2 separate regions of the Siniperca chuatsi genome follow, and region 2 is linked to region 1. The links are chromatin contacts, called in public Hi-C maps. All regions are on one chromosome and are shown on one strand. The core of a region is the stretch at or near the end of the contact, and the rest is flanking DNA. Distances in the headings are between cores, read along the strand shown.

Region 1 (3,928 bases), core at 253-2,752:
TTGAAACATCAATGGTGTCCATGTCGACAACATGAATGTTGCAAAAGCCTGATAAAGCCTGAGGCAGAACATGAACAAAAACAACAAAGTGTTGGCCATTCATTAAATGATATTTTCCAGATATTCATAATGATAGTGATCATACCAGGTCTTTCAGCAGCTCACATCCCAGACCACCAGCACCAATGACCAGGATTTTGCAGGTTTCTAACATAAACTGCAATGACTGTGGTGAGAGATAAAGATATTATATATTAGAGCAATACAAGATGGCACAGGACAGATCAAATGACAAATTAAAAGTATCATTAAAGCATCATTCCGCTGCCTGTGATTGTTACCTCTGTGCTGGGTTCGAAGTCAGGATGCGTGAAGGGCCCTGATCTTTCCAGAAACCTTTTGATATGGTTCCATCGCCCCTCCCACTCACAGGCGCGTCCAATGCCTCCATCAACCACCATCCTGAAGACAACAATATGTACATTTAGGATGTATCATCAGCAGCATCTCTGACAATCTCAGTGGTAGATGGCATGCATATGACTGTACGGTTTGATATTACACAAAAACGTCTACTGAGATCATGCAAAAAAACAAAACAATCAAGACCTAAACTCAATACTGTGATTAACTGCCACATAGTTAGGGTGCTATTTACAGTTCACAGCAGATCATGCAATAATTTAAGAGGTTCAAGAAACTAAATAGGAGTAACTGTTACTGTATTAACATGCACTTGTGATTTGTCTGCCTTATGTCAGCGTCTGCTCTAACATGTGTAACGTTTTGTTGTTTAACCACTCTATGAAAATATAGTAAAACTGCATATTTCTGACAGGTGGGCGTTTCTGACTCTCTGACATTTTGTGAATCATCTATCGTTACTCTCTTCCCTGGACAGCTCCCGGTAGCTTTAAGTGAAGAGCTAGCATGTCAACAGTGAGAAGGGAAGTTAAAGTAAAGACCTCTAACTTTGCAAAGAGGTAAATGATACCACAAAATTCTTACTGTATAGACGTGTTAGCTACTCACGACCAACTAGTCAGTATTTTTGTCCGTAGCCTAGCTGTCAGTGTACAACTTGTATTAGGTTAGCTGCTTTAGCTAGCTAACGTTAACCTTCCTTATGTCTAGTAAACTCAAACCTTCCGCCAGTTCTACCAATTCATCACTAACTTCTCAGTCAGCTCCACTACTCTCCTTCTTTTCTTCTCCCTAAAAAGAGAGAATAAAAGAAGGTTCATTCATGCTGTGCTTTCGTAGGTTAATGAGATTTGAAAGCATCTTTCGGGCAGTTAATGACTGTTTCTTGCTTGTTTCTTCGGTAGCTACTTACGGCTCATCCGTGTCCGCCATGTTTGGCTACTTATCTGCCTTCAAATGCCGAAGTTAGCAGTAGTAAATACAAAGACTTTCAGGCAATAATATACAAAATAGTCCGTAGAACAACGGTATATTTAGACGGTGTTTTAATTTGAGACCAACACGGCTATTGTGTCGTGCAGCTAGGGCCTAAAAAAGATAGAACACTTAGCATTAGCTATATAGTTTTAGTTGAATTTCGATATTTCCGAGAGTTGTGAAGGCAACATTGTCAACACTCCACTACAAGGACGGCAAGTACACCTCCGATCCAACAGGTGGCAGCATTTACCCATTTTTGTTTTGCTTAGATGTACAGTAAATCCACCATTGTGCATACCTACTGCATATTATATTAAACTGTATTCATGTTACAAATGTTAATGATGAAAGAGTGTATTTAGCACAGTTGTCCAAATGTCGCCACTTTTTCATGCAAGATGAGTTTGGCCTTTCTAAAACAATGTAGGACATTGGAGCAGTAGGTTTTACAATGGCAAAGATAGTTAAATAATTGACTATACAAGTGATTACTTGATAATTGCTATGCTCTGTGTGGTTCAGCCCTTTAACTTTAGCAATTATCTATAAAACCAGTTAACAGTCAAGGAGAGACAGGAAGAGAGAAATGGCCCATTTGAGTTTCAAGAGCCTGGATACAAACTGTAACTAGATCAATAATTAAATCTTTCAATTTATTTATAGCATTTCGCTTTGTTTTGTTATTATGTCCTTGCAACAAAAAAAACAACTGTGTAAAACAGCATAAAATTTAACTATGTTACAGATTTATTACGATTTATTGCTTTGAGTTGCTTTCATTGTGAATTGCTGCATGAGGTACTTAGCATGAATAAGACATAAAATTGAGATCCTGTTATTAAGTTTAACGACTTTCTTAGTGAGGACCTCTCCCTCAAGTATCTGATTTACTGTGTCCACATTGTGCTAATGAATCTAGGTGTTTAATCGCTCATTATAGAATGATTAAAAAACATTGGATGGGCTTCTATGCATTTCAAGAGACATGCCTGTGGGCACGTGAACTTAATTAATCTATCTGTCTGCAACCCCTCTAATATTAAAGGAAATGTGGTGTAGATACCTTTTGCAGAGGTCACCAGAGATCTGTCTAATGTATGCACTGATAGCCCGGCACTCTCAAATTATTTGTCGCTGGTAAAGGATACTGTGTGTGTGTGTGTGTGTGTGTGTGTGTGTGTGTGTGTGTGTGTGTGTGTGTGAGTGAGAGAGCATGCACACCAGGACATATAGCTTTTCTTCTCTTGAGTTTCAGTGATCTGAATGGTTTGATGGTTTGGTTCAAGATTTTTTTTTTCTTCTGATCTTTAATGAGATGTTCCAAATGACAGCCTCCGAAAACTGATAACTAAAAATAACTGCTGCGGCCATGTCCTTCATAGCTGACTGCCTGCCATCTCAGCCCTCCTCTCTCTCTTTTTCTATTTGTTCTGTCTGTCTTGTCCTCTTTCATTTAACCTCAGCTATGCTCTCTCGTTAAACAGCAGTGAAATGTGATGACATTTCATCAAAAAAGGTGGAAGATGGAATCCCACAAGACACTTAAAAATCGGTTATATTATTAATGAGGATCCTTGCTGTGGGAGGATTGCTCATGGGCACTTCAGTAGGTATGATTGTGCCCAGATCTCCAGGTGGAAGTGATTTCTCCTATATTGGTTTTGCCTCCAGCATTATTTTGAAGGTCTTTAAGCACTGAGTGTTGTTGAATGCACACTGGATCTAAAGTAGGGCAGCAGAGGAATAGCAGTCAAAACATTTTCCAGTGCTGACACATTTTTATAGATTCCATTGAAATGCCATCTGTCATTCCCCCACTTTAAGCAGGGACTTTCTGAATGTCATCTACCGTGCCTTTGAGGTGACCCAGCTCTCTGCCATCCATCACAGCCAACTATAGTTAACATATACATGCAAATATTGAAGAGTCCAGAGTTGAATAGACCATTACTTGAAATACTTGATCATAGCAGGCTACCAGTAATGTGACACCTTGCTAGGAAGAAGAACCTCAGAGGAGCTGCTGATATTTTATGTCTTTCCTCATCTGAGAAGAAAATCCTGTTTTTCCTTTGCACATTTCCTTTACATGCATTGACATGGGAATCTGGGTTTGCCAGCTTTAAGGCCCCATATATCTCCATATCCATTTGCCATTTGATGGCTTTCTGTCAGGACGTCCAAAGTGGTGTTGATTGTGCTAATGATAATATGTCACAGCGATATGTCCCATGTTAGGCACGGAGCCGGGCTGCCAGCCAGAAGACAAGGAGACGCTACAAGCTGATGTTGTGTTGTGCTGTAGTAAGTGATTGATGACTCTCTCTGTTGTAGTGCTTTGATTAAGACTCCAGTGATTTATCGCCACTGCTCACAATGTAATTAGACTCTCTATATACACTCAACAAAACAGTGTTGTCTTGCTATATGATCCCAATATGTGTGTGTGTGTGTGTTATCTTCATATATTATATTACATTGTATTGTGATGGTGTGCGTCAAATGCTTCCCAAGTCTGTCTAGA
Region 2 (4,172 bases), core at 1,325-3,824, 41 kb after region 1:
TTGTGCCTGGTCCACTTACCCTTATGTTGAATAGGAATGGGTATAGTCACAGCTGGTAACAATACAATTGACTATTTTTACCTAAAATACAGGATAGCAAGAGAGCCTATAGATAAGACCACAGAGATACAGCAAGAGATTTCTCATTTCCATGCGGTTGTGTCCTGATTTATAGAATTTAATCACAATTCCGTTAACACTGCCGTGAATAAAAAATAGACAAAATTAAAATTATTTCTTTTTATTTAGTCTTTGTTTAGTAATTAGAAAGAATGTATAAACAAGTGTAGTGCTTCAATTTAAAAGTCTTTCCCAGGCTTCTGTTTATGATAATATTTGGGTTTCACAAAGTTACCTATTCAATTCAGCACCTTTCTCCCCAAATGTACGCATTACAAGTCCATTGCTGTACTCCGATTCACTTCACAATGGTTCTGGGCGTTTCTAGTTTGATAAGAAAAGCCAACGGACAAGGCACCAACTGTCTCCGCTCATGAATATTCAGCAGCAGCTGCCCCTTCCCAGAAAAACTTTGGCTCTGCCAGACTTTAGTGGAGTTAATGTAAATACAAGGAAGGGGAGATGAGAGATGAAGACTCTAAACTGCATCATGTTCAGTCAGCACTGACTTTTAGTATCTTACAGCATGTTTTCACACTTGGTCTACGTCAGCTAATAATTTAGCCTTTGATAACCTTGATCAAAGTCAATAATGTGTCACTTCATTGTAGCCTCACAAAGTTTTCTCACATCATAAACCACTAATTGCTATCTGGAGTAGCCATAAATGGACTGATCTGCAAAGAGGAATAAATGTAGGATATCATCATATCTAAGGACACAAGCATATTTTTTCTCTGTAGAAAGGTTGGTCTGAATAAACATTGGGCTGTTTTTTTCCTACTCATCACTTGTGTCTATCTAAAGACTGTGATTCATCCTACACCTCTAAAATTAACACCCAGAGGCATATTCAATAACCTTTTCTCAGTCCACTGGCAGATTCACTACACCTGCCACTGCAAATACACACTGCATATTGTGTTTACGTTTCCCATATTGCATATAAGCCTGTAATGGGGTCAGTCCTCCACACCCTCCTACACCAGGGCGTTCTGTGTGTGTGTGTGTGTGATGGATGCAGCATTGAATCAGAGCACTGCCTTGGGAATTGCAGGGTGTGTGTGACCCCACTGTAATAAGGGAGAAGGAGGGCCAAGGGAAAGCAAGGAGGATCGTACAGGTCACGGGATATACCTACTGAGAGGGACAACAGTCATTTATCTGTTAGCTGTTTGACACTTCACAAGTCATTATACTTTACAGTATAAAGTGGAAATACTGATCTGAATGTTTTCATTTACTGCTTGCAGCCATTTTTGAAAATGTAAAAATGTTCATTCTTCCATCAGTCTCTAGCTAGCTATTTTCTTCTCTTTTGCTGTTTCAAGACTTAAACCCTTACCTCCCTCATACACCTCTCTTTTTTCTCCACCCTGCTGCTCCTGCGCCTTTATTGCTACAAGCCAAAGTCCAGCAGAATAAGTGGTAGTAATTTCATTGCGGATGTGGTGATGACAGTGATGAAGTAGCCACAGATCCTGATCAGATCAGAGCTAGGCCCTTACAGGATTAAAGCCTCCTCTCCACAGCCAGTTGCTTGTTTACCGCACCATCTATAAACATTGGCCAACACAGTGCAGTGTGTGTGTGTCCCCTTTGTGTGAGAGTGTTTGCGCCTTGTTGTATTTGTGTCTGATTGTTTTGCGGGGGCATGTCCATACACAAATTGTGTGGATCTTGTGGAACTGGTTTTATGAAATCTCTTTCCAAAGCACTCCAGCTTTTATTTATATATTTGTATTTATATTCATGTCATGGCTCATGTTTGTGTGAAGCCTGTGTGTTTTCTCTTGTGCAAGAAGCCCAGGAGGAGAGGCTGTGCAGCAGGTGGACAGAGAGCGATAGAGGGAGAGAACGATGGAGTGAATTCCTTGTAAAGGCAGCAGGGCAATGAGGCAGACAGAAGCTAATTAGAGAAGCAGCCTCCTTTACAATTCCCCAATTAGATCAGTTGCGTGTGTGCAGGCAGAAAATCAGCTGGCTGTGACAGAGTCTGAAAGGTGTGTTTGTTTGTCCGTGCATGTGTGTGTGTGTGTTGCGTGTGTACGTTTATCTCCCAGCACGAGGCATCACATGCTCCCTCTTCTCTCCTCCTCCATTTGGCTCGCTCGCCCAAACAAGCCACACACTAATTACCATCTCTGGAAAGCCACTTCTTCTGAACAAGTGTCAATTGGATGACAATTTACAATCGACACTTGAGGAGAGCGGATGTTCTGAAGCCAAGCGAGTTTAATAATGGAGAGCTGGTTATTATTGTACTCGATGCATCATGCAGTGATCGGGAGAGAGGAGGGGGGATAGAGGAGACAGAAAAGTGAGAGAAACTCAGAGGTTGTTGCTGAGGGCCAAAGTTAAGGAGAAACGGATGATGAGAGAAAAAAAAATTGTAATAGAAACAAAAAGAGAAAGTGAGTATTCGTGAAGGCCTGCTCACTAAAAGAGGCATCAGCTCTCTGTTTTACTTTTGACTCCTGTACTCCAGATTGGGATAATGAAGACAAAGAGTGGTGTGTTTAACTCGCATCCCATCCCTCCCCTTTACAGGCCTAATCAGTGTTATCTCATCACCAGCCCAAGGTCTGTGTGTGTGTGTGTTTGTATCTGCTTGTGTGTGGAGGGGTGCATCAATAGTATATTGTATGTATTGTATGAGTTTGTGAATGTGTCTGAGATTAGTTAAGTGTGTCTGTGTGGGTTCTTGTTTGTGTCCGTGTGTATGTGTGTGCACCGTAAATAAGATGAAGATGCTGTTTCCCGCAGGGTGCTATCTGTGCCTCTCTAATGAAGGATAGGACTTCATTGGATTAGAAAAAACAACGTGTGTGTGTGTGTGTGTGTGTGTGAGCCCAGTCCCCTGTTGCTCCTCTACCGCTCAGGGCATAAATACCTGTCAGAGACAATTAAATCCTGATTGATTTTCTAAAGCTCTCTTTGATTGTGCCAATTTATGTCCCCTTTCACCTGCAAATGACTACTCTGAGGCGAAGAATGGGAGCTGTTCAGGTTTTGTGCTGGAAAGATGCGTGAAGGTCAGCCAGTCCGACAGTATTCCCTTGGTCTCTTGTGACCTTGACTTGCAGCATTGTATTATAGAGGTTACCTTCATTTAGAAGACACAGAGCTGTGGTTTTCTGGGTGCTGTTCAGGGACGCCCAGGGGTCATTTGGTGGGACATCACATGGAGGAAGATTTTAATTTCACTATAATTTTATTCAGCAGAAATGACTGGCAGTGGCATATACAGTTAAACAATTCAATAAATGAACACTAATAAAAAACTTTTCATATAAGATACAATCATAGACTGTATAAAAAGATACAATGCGTCAAGTTCAAGCATAGACTATGTGAATGTGACAAGTTTAAAGCACCTTTAGCATATCTGTCAAACATTTTTGTAACCCACGTAAAGTTGTGATATCTGTATATTTACCTGTTTTGAAAATCTAACTAGTGTGTGTGTGTGTGTGTGTGTGTGTGTGTGTGTGTGTGTGTGCAGACAAGAAGCCCAGAAGAAGATGATGTCCCACTGAAACACCAGCTGCTGCAGGTTATAGTGAGAGTACTTCAATATCGAATGCTGCTCACAGGTAACACACAAACACACGCATGTACATAGTAATCTTTAAAGCAAGCCCATGTAATTTTTGCTGAATAGCAGCCATTGTGGTCAGTAATAGCAGTTATGGGAGAGTAATAACTGCTAAAACTTAGTGTAACAGTATCACATGTAGAGAAGATCTGCAAACTGACACAGTAATGTAAATTACATGGCAATATCTATCTAAGGTTTGCTAGCGGTAGCTAACAGTACTCACCTCTAGCTACTGTTCATAGCGTACAGCGTATTGTTCATGTACCAAACTAAGGCTGTAGCAGCAAAACCCTCATGAATTAAAGTTTTTATATGTAAGAGGAAATGTGTTATTTCTTCTTTTAATAGTTATATACTCTTGCTTTAAAATTCACAAACACAAGCAAAGACAGGAGTATTAGCATAATGTCGTGGATTAGCCTTGCACACTGAACACACCGCACTTTACAAT

Evidence for each region. Hi-C and Micro-C count contacts between places; a contact is called where the count stands out from the background.
Region 2: a contact with region 1 is called in a Hi-C map of an unstated tissue, with 4 times the contacts expected there. The contact joins the enhancer-like site here to the promoter of uba3 in region 1. A contact is called at or near these places in 2 of 3 Hi-C or Micro-C datasets (skeletal muscle and an unstated tissue).

What each region holds. Positions count from the first base shown.
Region 1 is chrLG2:25,338,319-25,342,246 of ASM2008510v1, forward strand. It overlaps uba3 (NEDD8-activating enzyme E1 catalytic subunit), which reads right to left and starts at 1,503. Exons shown (of 18, transcript XM_044173684.1): 1 at 1,337-1,503; 2 at 1,177-1,215; 3 at 342-462; 4 at 146-226; 5 at 1-58. The coding sequence starts at 1,356.
Region 2 is chrLG2:25,378,412-25,382,583 of ASM2008510v1, forward strand. fgd5a (FYVE, RhoGEF and PH domain-containing protein 5) reads left to right here. Exons shown (of 21, transcript XM_044170874.1): 8 at 3,626-3,716. Among protein-coding and RNA genes, the nearest start is that of trnae-cuc, 9.9 kb to the right of the region's middle. Within about 2 kb of position 2,575, the one cell type or tissue checked has an H3K27ac peak away from gene starts, as active enhancers do.